2 separate regions of the Cricetulus griseus genome follow, and region 2 is linked to region 1. Evidence: chromatin contacts called from public Micro-C data. All regions are on one chromosome and are shown on one strand. The core of a region is the stretch at or near the end of the contact, and the rest is flanking DNA. Distances in the headings are between cores, read along the strand shown.

What was found. A called contact is a pair of places that touch in the nucleus more often than the background predicts.
Region 2: a contact with region 1 is called in a Micro-C map of the CHO-K1 cell line, with 2.0 times the contacts expected there. The contact joins two enhancer-like sites. A contact is called at or near these places in 5 of 8 Hi-C or Micro-C datasets (the CHK-Q cell line, the CHL-YN cell line, the CHO-K1 cell line and 2 more).

What each region holds. Positions count from the first base shown.
Region 1 is chr2:16,004,891-16,010,599 of CriGri-PICRH-1.0, reverse strand. No RefSeq gene overlaps it. Among named protein-coding and RNA genes, the nearest start is that of Wnt4, 29 kb to the left of the region's middle. Within about 2 kb of position 3,844, at least 1 of the 6 cell types and tissues checked has open chromatin away from gene starts, as enhancers often do. A contact at or near this core is called in the CHO-K1 cell line, where this site is marked.
Region 2 is chr2:16,145,041-16,150,863 of CriGri-PICRH-1.0, reverse strand. No RefSeq gene overlaps it. Among named protein-coding and RNA genes, the nearest start is that of Wnt4, 110 kb to the right of the region's middle. Within about 2 kb of position 1,428, at least 2 of the 6 cell types and tissues checked have open chromatin away from gene starts, as enhancers often do. A contact at or near this core is called in the CHO-K1 cell line, where this site is marked.

The DNA of each region.
Region 1 (5,709 bases), core at 2,595-5,094:
GAGTGGGTCACCAAGTGCTCAACACCGCCATCTTCAGAGCACCTCATGCACTGTGGATCAAGCCCACAGGAAAACCACCTACCAGCATCTGTCACAGACAAAAGCGACAGCTGAACATATGGATTTCCTGTCAGACAGGCCGGCCCAGAGGCATGTATGACTTGTGTGCATGTGAAAGCTGAGGACTGAGGCCCACAGAAGGGAAGACACCACTTGCTTTGGCTTTCTGGTCAGGTGCCTGTTTGTCAGCAGAGGCCCTGCCCAGTCCCACCAGCCTCGCCAGTAACTGCCAGTGTCCTACACTTGCTTCCGTGGCTTTCTAGCCAGGGGGACACAGAGCCTTGAGTCCGCCTCCTCCCCATAACACAGCAGTGTCTATGGTTGTACAGAACTTATCTGTCTCCACAAGGGAACCTGCAAACAGCTTTCTCTTCAAGGCAGAGTGAGGAAGCTGGAGCAGGAAACAGCAGCCCTCTGCAGTCCCTGCCCAGATGGTGTGGCAGACTCCAGGCCCTGCTCCAAGGCTGCCAGATGTACTCCCAGGTCCTTGCCGGTAGGACACTGACAACCCACCAACCAAACCTTCTGGGGCTACATGACACCTGGATCCAGAACAGTGGTTCTCAACTTGTAGGTCACAACCCCCCTCACAGGGGTCATCTGAGACCATTGGAAAATGCAGATCTTTGCATTATGATTCATAACAGTAGCAATATTACAGCTATGAAGTAGCAATGCAAATAATTTTATGGGGGTTACCACAATATGAGGAACTGTATTAGAGGATGACGCATTAGGAAGGCTGAGAACCCCTGCTCCAGAACATTCAGCATAGAGCCAAGGTATAAGAGATGAGAGAGTCCTTTCTCCTATAGTTCAGGCAAACAAGGAGGTCACTTGCGAAACAGATCTTTCCCTGGGAAACTGACAAACCAACCATATAAGGACAGATAAACAAGTAGACCCCTCAAGAGGGCTGGCTTCAGCTAGCGCCTAACCAGGAGTAGAGAAGACATGTTGTTTATCTCCTGACAGCGCCTCAGCCAGCAGCCTGCAGAACCTGAAGCAATTCAGTAACCTCTGGCTCCCTTCTGAAAATGAGAAGGCCACAGAGCCAAGGACCAGACTGGGTCTTCTAAAGTTTGTGTCCACATAGCCACTCTCCACTTTCCTATTATGGGGAGACCGAGTCAGACTACAGTGGAGTCTGCATGCAGACTGGGAAGGGCTCTAAAGGGTCCAGATGAAAGTCATCAGCCAGTAAGTATCCTGACCCTTTCCTGAGGAGTCAGGAAGTGTATGGTGGGACAGGAGGAGTGGCCCTGCTCCCACAGACTCAGCAGGCACCAGGCACTGCTGGGTCTTCCTTCTCTCTGAATCCCCTTCATTCCCCACCCCCACCCCCACCCCTTTTTGGACAGAGGTAAGCGGCCTGTGATGCTTCAGAAATGGCTGATGGTTATCACAGGTGGGAGGGACACCCTGATCATCGTGGAGATGCAGCAGATCTAGAGAAGTAACTAATGACATGGGCTGCTATGAAGTCAGGCTGATGGAGAGACGCTGGGAGGAGGGGCAGTTCAGTCATTCAAATCAAAAGGGAGAAATAAGAGGGAGTCTGACTCACCCTTCAGGCTCAGTGTGGTACTAAAAGCCTGGAAGTTTCAGCTGCAGAGATCTGGGTGGCCCCACGTGGCCAGGTGACCTCAGATAGGTTAGCTGTTAGTCTCGGCCTTCCCATCTGGAGCAGCTGAAGGTTGCTATGGGAACTGAAAAGCACAGGTTGGTTTCCCTGAGCCATGCACTCTCCTCTCCATCTCAGGCCAGTGGGCATAGCCAGACATTGATGGTGGCACTCCACACTCGGACCTATTAGTCTCTAACAGTCTCAACAGAACATGTGTCTGCTGGTCCCAAACTGCTCAGATGCTCATTATGAACCAAAGCAGGCCCCCGCTTAACAAGAGTTCCAGCGTAAGGAGGGGAATGAGAAGAGACTCCCATCCAATTCCCTCTCAAAAGCCACAGAGCTTCCCTGGTGCAGCAAGAGGATCCACACCTTAGGGGGACACAAGAGGATCCGGACCTAGGGAGACACAAGAGGATCCGGACCTAGGGAGACACAAGAGGATCTGGACCTAGGGAGACAAATCAACAGCGGTTCCCAAGTGGACATTTTGAACCATGTGTCCCTTCTGGTCATCAGCTATGCTGTCATTCCCCCCTCAGGGCTGTCTATTAGGAAAGATCTTTAAGATCAGCAAACCCCAATTCTATAACTCCCTAGCTGTGGATCTTGAAGATAAACTGTAGGAAGGTTGCCTGCATTGAAGATAAAAGCACACTAACACATCGCCCAGCACACACAACGACATGACACACTTTATGGCTTATACATTTTATCTGTGTCCCCAACCATGCAATCCTTCAAAATAGGATATGGTGCCTCAGTTCCATGAAGGGCAGCATTGAATAAAGGTCAGAAGAACTGAGGCGTGAAGCTGGGGAAAGGCTGCCCAGGCAACTGAAGCAGGACTCAGGTGCAGGGCAGACTGAGCTGACAAGGGAAAGCAGAGGAATGAGCTCAGGTCTGCCACAGTTCTACAATTCAACAGCTCCATGCCTGGTACTCTAGGCCTTCTCAACCCTCCTAACACTGCCATCCTCTTACACAGTTCCTCATGTCGTGGTGACGCCTGCCCCCACCATAAAATTATTTTGCTGCTACATCCTAACTGTAATTTTGCTGTTATCAATCATAATGTAAATATCTGACATGCAGGATATCTGAGATGTGACCCCCCCCCCAAAGGGCTGCAACCCACACATTAAGAACCACTACTCTGGACCCTCCTCTTCCTCATCAACTCTCCTTAAAGCCCAGGTCCCCATGATTCCCCTTCCAGGGCCCCAGAAGAGAGCCTTGGCCTGGCCGGTGACTCCTGGTCCCTGCATAAGGCCTCTCTGGAGGGCCAGCCCACATGGCTTTATTATAAATGACACCCTGAATGGCCATCTGACCCATCTTGTCTCCTGGCCTCCTCATCTCCAAGTCCCTGAAGCCTCAGCCAAAGACAACAGTGTGGGCTTGTTTCTTTGGGGCCCAGAATAGAAGACTCCCCAGCACCTGGGAGCAGCTGGACACTGGAACTCAAGGACTATGGCTGGTCTCCTCATCCCATGCCAAGTGCATCTGTAAACACGGCTTCTCAGTGGCTCCCTGCAGCTGCTCCCCGAGGGGTCAAAAAGGGGGAGAAACAGGCTTGAGTCAGGGCAGCCTTTAGCTTACAAGTGAGAACTGAGCTGGCAGGGTCTGGCCTTAAAGGGGTCCCTGGGTTCAATGGAGCTTTTCACCACTGGCCTTGTGCCCATAGCCTCAGAGGGGTTCATCAGTGCCCAGGACGTGGCTGGGACCCCACAAGCCACAGAGCCTGTGTCACTGCTGTAGGTCCCACTGTTTTACAAGTTGGCGGGGAGAATGAGCTTGCTAGGGTGGAGATGCCTGGATGCTGGGCTGTTGTGCGTGATCCCGTTTGCTATAAAACAGCCAGACATTCCTAGGACCTGGACTCACGCCGAGGCCATGGAGCTTGCCTTCCCGGCCATATATCTCCAGGAGGGGGGACAGGCCTGAGACATCTGAGATAATAAAGACATGACTGTCTCAGCCCTGGGGCTTGTCTCCCCTTTGTCCCAGGGCTCAGCAGCCAGCAAGTTTAAAGACATCCTCCCCCTTCTCCTGGGAAAGTACAGTTTCATCAGATTCTACAGCCCATGGGGTTAGCTTCCCAAGAGCCAGGCCTGGGCTGGACTCCTGTTCCCAGCCCAGCAGAGCACGAGCTGATCAAGGGCCCAACCTTTAGCGGCACATGGGAAAGGGTGGTTAACTAGGTGGTGATCACTCAGGCCACAACTATGGCATGACAACTATTCTCTGCACACACGCCTCTACCTCTCAACTGCCCTGAGACACAGAACCTAACTTTCAGGCATGGAGAACAAAACCTCCAAGAGGTGAACAGGCTTTTCCAAAGTGAAAGTATTGGACTGCAGACACCTGACACTATTTTGCAGTAAGTTTTGAAGGTATAGACTCTGAAGTTATTTACTCTGAATCCTGGGACTCCTGAAGCACCCTCAATGCTGCTTTCTCTTCTTCCCAATGCTCTCTCTTCCACAGCTTCCAATGTCTAAACCCCAGTGGGAAGGGAGGCTCCCCTTTAACATCTAAAGGAGAAAATTCATACAAGGGAGACAAATCCAGAAGCCAAAGCCACAGCCTGGTCTCCCATGAGTCACTTCCACCTCAATCTGACCAAGTAAAGGCAACAGCCTGTCACTAGGGTGAGTGACGACTTCATGAAGGGAGCACGGGGCCATGAGAAGAGCTAAGGATGAATCTGACACACTGACTTGGAAGGCTATGCCTGACCTTTCTAACCTCATTGGCCGGAAAGAGGCATCACAGGCATATAAGCAGAGGGAGCACTGAGCACAGAACCTACAGGCCTGGGTTCAACCTGTAAAATCTTGTAAAGCTCAACTCTAAACCAGTTTTCTCATTTGCAAAATAAACACCTGTTCCACTGGCCATACCAGCCCTTGCAAAGATGAACATGAAAGCAGCCTGTGACAGCTTTATAAACAGATGACATCACGGCCCACATGTGCTTTTTTTCCTTGCAGTTTTCTTTTGCATTCCTGATGGCCCTCTCTCCCTGCTTTTCTTCTTGTCAAACATCTGAACTCACTATGTTCAATATCACATTAGCTAACATGCACAAAACCTGGGAATATACAGTCATTTAGGGAAAAAAAAAAAAGTGCCAAGCAGAGGCTCAAACACCTGCTAAGACAACAGACATTATCACACAGCATGAGCCCGGAGCCAGCTGGTTCCTAGTGCACTGCAGGAACAGACCTGCTGAGGCACAAAAAGGGCCAAGATCTATCTACTTCTGTCAGTCTAAGCTACAGGCCTGCCCAGACACTCCATTCACTTGACAGCAGAGCCTCAGTGGGAGAGATTTAGTGTCTCCCTAATCCAAGCTTTCTTCATGGGACCCCTAATATTTCGAGGCTGCTTCCAACTGCCCATCTAGCAATGTAGCCTCACCCCTGCTCTCCTCAACCTCCATCTCCAGGGCTTTGCAAATGAGGGAGCTTGTACTCTACTAGGAACACAACTACCCTCCTTGAGAGCAGAAGGCCACTAAGAAAAACTGAACGGTGGGAAATCCTGAGTGGCCCAAGAAGATGCTAAGCATTTTCCTTATTTTCCCATTCTGGCTTTGAACCAGGGGAAACATAGAGGCTGCCGGATCTTAGGGTCCTAATGCACTGTTTGCACATTCCAACCAGTCCTGAAATAAACCAATTCCTCCTAAATCCCTACCTACATTTCATTATTCCTGTCTGTCTACAACAGAGGCCGTCTCAGGCAAAAAGCTCCCCAGAGGCAATCCGACATCAAAAACTTAACATGCCTCAATTAAAAAAGATGATCCTGGCTGAAGGTCACCTAAAAGGCAAATAAATTCACAAGAATCCTGCAGACTGAGGACTAGGGGGTTGGCAAACGATGTTTGAGAACTGGAAACAGGATCCTTGGTTTGGAGGGACAGCAGGCTTCTCGAGAGTCAAAGTAAGGCTGCAGGTGACAAGACAGCTAGGAACTCTTTTCGCAGCAGTTTTGGAGTCTGCTCTCAC
Region 2 (5,823 bases), core at 179-2,678, 140 kb before region 1:
CAGACATTGATAATTGATAAGATCCATAATACAGTTTGACCACATTTGGAAAGTCAACCCCCTCTACCCTGCAACCTTGGAGCAAAGGAGATGAATTAGTATAGGCTGGTATCTTGCCTGCCACACACTAGGTGTTCAGTAAGTAAGAAGCTGGTGTATGTCCCGGCTCTAGCCTTGAACCTCACAGTGGAAAACAAGGCTGTCAACATACAGATGAGTCTGCACGCATGCATGGGTACAGGTGTACGTAAACAACCAGTGTCTATGGTATACAATGACAGCAGTTTTTCAGGCTTCCTACACATTGTTTGCACTACATTTCAAGTGAGGCCTCCCTGTGGCTCCTCAACATGGCCATGCGATGAACCAGGAACTCTTCAGCAGCAGCCCTAAATCAAGTGAATCATGACAGGTTTGATTGGTGATACCTGCCCAGATTGAGAACATTAATGGGTTTGATTGATGATGCCTTACGTGGCCAGCCCAGGGTATAAAAGTCAAGCAAGGCCCAATGAAAGCCTGTGTGACCTTGTCCTTACCCCTATCTAATCCAGGAGGAAGGCAAGCCTCCACTGACCTTTGGGGAGTGCTCTATCATGCATCCCCAAACCCCTCCCTTTGAAAGGAGATGAGCTTGAAGGGCAGGTAGACTCTCCACTGAGGCAGAAGGCTGAGGGTTAAGCTGGCCCCCGAGAATGGCTTTGTAGTCCTCCACACAAAAGGACCGCACTAGGGGCAGGACAGGTCTTCCTGCCACACAGGCTACCCAGTCAGTGGTAAACATACTTCTGGGTTGAGCTCACCTCAGCCCAGATTCCTCACTGTAGACTCAGACCTTCGCCCTTCTCTTCTCTGAGCCTTAGTGCCCAACCCCATCTGTAACAGCAACTTGATAACATGGCCCCTGGAGGCAGTTGTGACTACCCAAGATTTTGTCATGACTCACTCCTAGAAAGCTGGCCAAACATTAGCCTGGGATCCCATGAAGATGAGTCTGAATCCTGGTAAAGGAACTTTATAAGCCTTAATTTCTGCCTCCGGCAGAGGGGACAGAAGAATGGGATCAGGGGACAGTGAGCTTCTCATTTGGGAAGAGCTAGCAGCTAGAGGAGGCAGGGCCCTACAGGGCTGGAGGCCTCAGAGTTGCCCAGCAGCTCCCGTCTGTGCCTGGACTCCGGAATGTGGAGGAGGAGATCCTGGGAGAGAGCCCTGGAGTGCAGAGGAGAGGCTGGTCTAGCTGGCCATGGGCAGTAGGTGACCTAAAAGGGGGAACTAGACTAGGGGCTCATCACTCAGCAGCCGTCTCCCCCAGTCAGGAAACCCTGCGGCCTGTCCTCCCCACTTCCTGCGCTTGCATTGGGTCAGTATTGAGATTTCCAGTGCGCCGCCTGCCTGGGACGGCCTGGCCCTGGGAAACCTCCCAGGGTCATGGGGCCTGGGGGAGCCAGGGGCAGAGAGCGGTCACCACTGCCTGGAAGATGACTCAGGACCCTGGTGGTGGCCGGTGTGGCAGAGAGCCAGGCACCTAGGGCAACCTCAGTCTCATCTCCATTGTACCCCACAGTGCTCAATGCTATGGTAACTCCAGGAAGAACCTAGGACCCCAATCCACCCTCCCATCCAAACACAGGGACCACTGAGGCCTAGGGGACACGGACTCACCCAAGAGGAGTCAATAGCTAAAGTGGAACCTAAACCCCATCTCTGATCTCAATTACTGACGGGATGTCCCTCCTGTCCTTGTCTTCTCCCTGCCAACTGCTATGACTGATTCCCCATGACTGTCTGACCTGTCTGGTGGACTCTGAGAAAGGGGCTTCTTCTGGGGTGAAGACAGCGCTGGAGCAGTCTGGGGAATCCCATTCCCCCCCAAAAAATAAAAACCTGGAGTTGGTGTATACAGTGAGTGACAGGACTGGGGACCTGTGGCTTCTGCTCTAGTGAGTGGCAAATCTGGCCAAGTCTTGGCTGTACCCAAAAACTGTCCCTTGTCCCCACCCCTTCCTGCCTCATCCAGGTAGAGATCTCCCAGGGGACTGCATCCTCAAGTAGGGGGAGCAAGAGACAAACAAATGGCTGGTGTCCTGTCTTCTCGTGGCATCGTGAGCGCCACAGGACAGAAACATCTAGAATGGCTTCTTAGTCTTCTCTGGCCACTTCCTGCTCTTCCAGATATCTCCACTGAGTTGCCCCTTCCTCCTGGAAGCTCTCCCTGACCACCTCGCCTACACTTCACAGCTGAATCTGCTCTGAGAAGCCTGCCCTTGTCTATCAGTGACCAGACACCCTTCACCTTTACTGTGATCACCCACCTTGCCCCACAGGGTGTAACCTGCTTCTCCTGACTGGGTCTCTCCCCTACACTCCCCACTTCAGGTCCTACTCCAGGCTGTGAAGCTAAGGATGAGCACCCACCCAGAAGCAGCCTCAGTTTCCCCGGCTGTGTGGCAGAGGATAAATCTTCCTGTCAAGGCCTCGGGTACACTGAGACACTCAAATGGGCTGAGGTGACACAGTCAGGGTTAAGGACTTCCCAGGCTGCTCTCTGATGATTGACACAAGGGTCTCAAGAGGGAGACTTCCTCTTGTCTCCCATGCAGTCTGGCCCCTGTGAACCCCCCCAGGCCACTCCCTTTTCAGCTCTGTCTAGGTTCCTGTCACCCTCTCTCTCAGACCATCGGTTATCTACAAGCATCCCTTCTCCACACAGCACCTGAGTGCTTAATCCAAACTATATAGGTCTTATATGTATCTTCTAGAGCAGTGGTTCTCAACCTTCCTATTGCTGCAACCCTTTAATGCAGTTCTTCATGTTGTGGTGACCTCCAACCATAGAAGATTTCCATTGCTACTTTGCAACTTTAATTTTGTTATTGTTATGAATTATAATGTAAATATCTGATATGTGGCCACAAAGAGGTTGTGACCCAAGGTCGAGAACAACTGCTCTGGTGGTTTCTGGCTGTTCCTAGCAAAATGCTCAGAAAGGGTGAAAAACACATCTGACCCAATTTTCCTTGGGAACCATCTTTAAGTTTACAGTTCAGGGTTGCTAAAACGTTCATCTTAAACTTCCGTAACTGAAACTGTACCCATTGCACAGCCCCACCCTAACCCCCACCTCCACCCTGACCCCTCCTGCTTTCTGCTCGGCCTCTAGGACTCCGAATGCTCACGGAATCCCTTCCTATTTGTCTTTGTGCAATGGGTTTGTTTTACATGGCTTGATAGCCTTAAGTGTCACTCATGTTGTAGCATGCGTCAGAATTTCCTTTTTAAAGGCTGAGTAATATTCTGTTTAATGGGCGTACCACATTTTGCTTACCCATTCATCTGCCAGTGGATGCTTTGGTCACTTCCACCATTTGGTTATTGTGAATGATGCTGAGTATGGTTGTACAAGTATCTCTTCAAGATCCTGCTCTCAATTCTTTGGGGGTGTATACTTGAACATAGAATTGCCAGATCACAGAATAATTCTGCAGCCTTTTGATTATATTCTGCAGTGGCGGCACATTTTACCACCTCCTCAAGACCATACCAGAGCTCAGACTCCTCTTTGCCAACACTTATTGGCTGTCTATTCCGGACAGTAGCTGGGATTTGACCACTGTATTTTATTTTATTTTATTTTATTTTATTTTATTTATTTATTTATTTTGAGATCACACCTTGCTATATACCCACAGACTTGCCTATAACTTGCTATGTAGTCCAGGCAGGTCTTTAAACTGGTAATCTTCTGCCTCTGCCTACTGAGTGTTCATGCCTCTACAGCATATCTAGCATGTTTTGATGGGGTAGCATTAAAGCACAGGACTCTTGTGTATTGGGAAGACACTGGTCCTTTTAACATCTAGTTCTGGGAGGATGGTCCCCAAGCCTTACAAAAACCAGAAAAACTTGCTGGAGAAGGAGGTACCCTCTCTAGCTGAGAACGTTCAGCCCCACCCACCTCTCGTAACACAGCTCACATACCCCTCCCTTGCCCCCTCCCTTCTCTCTGTGGAGCCCAGACCTCCCAGACACTGACTCTTCATAGAGGGGATAGAATGGCCTTCTGCATAGAGTCACGATCTACTAGTCCTCTCTGCCATCTTCATTTCTCTCCTGTCCTTCCTGAGGGACTGATGCCCATTCAGTCATGGAAACCATGGGGTCCCAGCGTCAGCCTTCTGAGAAAACCGGTACAGCCCACATGGAACCCTCCCAGATCCACTCAGTTCCAGTCCACTTAAGAAACCTTTGGCCTCCTTGGTGGATGGAGCACTCTGCCAGCCTTAACCAAGCATGAGCTTGGAGGGTTTTTCCACGCAGGCAGCTAATACCATCATGCTGACCTACATTCAGACTCCAGCTTGCAAGAACTAAGTGACAGTCTCTGATTTGGGGCTTTTCTCATCTCCAGGGTGGGGCTACCTTCCCAAGGCCTCCATGGGGCAATAACAGATAAGAGGGACTCAGTGTCATCTTGGCACTAAGAGAGGGGCTGAATTAGTCACTGTTCATGCCTGGCAGTTAGAACTGATAGGGATGGCCTGGGTGTCCCATCTTGCCCAACCTTCCCTGGGAAACGGCTTTCCTTGGAGAGAATGGGACCCAGCTGGACGTTGTCACCTTAGGCCAGGGAGGTAAACATGGTGCCACGTTGATCAACAGCATCATTTATAGAACACAATGCCAGGAAGCTCCTGTCTTGAGCATCCCCCGCCAGCAGAAAACCGAGGGGAAAAACAGAAATAACACACCAAGCAAACTGCTTGGATCACGTGGTTAAAAATGCACCTGGTCTAGGCAACCTGAAGCCAGGATAGAGGACACAACCAGACCTCAGGGCACCCAGAGCTGCCCAGCCTAGGAGAAGGGCAAGTCAGGCTCTCTCCTAGAGCCTGGCGAGGAAATTGAGAAGGGGTAACTCTTGATGTACCTGCTTGGGCTGTGCAGGCCAGAGGCAGCGGCCGCTCCCTACACCCCTCCAACCGACTGCCATAGCATTCCTTTGCTCATCCTTCAAGTAGCATTTTGAAAATCTACCAGGTCATAGACATGAATAGGAGCCAACCAGAAGCATGCTGGGAAGCAGGGTCAAGTGTTTAAACTCATCCTTGGTTCCCGTGGGGGAGGCAGCCCTTACTCACAACCAGGATCCTAACCATCATCTCAGGGGCATCCTTCCACTGAAGCTTCAAGCATGTTTCACTGTTCTCGGGCCACTCCCCAACTGGCGTAGAAACAGCAAGACGGCAGGCAAACCGGTGCCTATGTCCTCCAGGGGACACTGGCCTTTCTTTCTAAGACTACGTGACAAGGCACTCTGGGTGCCCAAAAGACCTCAAAGTCTCTTCTACCAGTGACGCCAGACTGTGCCCATCCCCACATCTCTACTGTCTAGTGTCACCCACCCGCCAGAGTATACCACATCAGTTTCTCTGAAACAACTGAACAGTCCTGGAGTCTGCAGAAGCTGTGTTGCCCTCATCCAGGCCTAGGTGGCGCTGTGCACACTTGTCTCCCCAGCTCTGCAGGCATCACCTCTGCTCCTAGCTTTGATGACACCTTTCTCCTTTCCCACTGCCTCTCCCTGACAGCCTCCGGCACTCACACAGCCTCCTGTCCCCACTGACTGGGTTCCCCACCCCCACATGGTGGCTGCCACCCTGGTACAATTTCTGCCACCATGGTGTGGCCTCTGACGAACCAACTCCCCTTCCCCTAAAATGGTTTGGAGATGGAGGAGGCAGGAAGTGGAGAAAGAACATAGCCTGATGAACCGGCTAGATGAGGCAGCAGGAGGGAGGGGCTGCCAGGGACCATCCCCAGCCT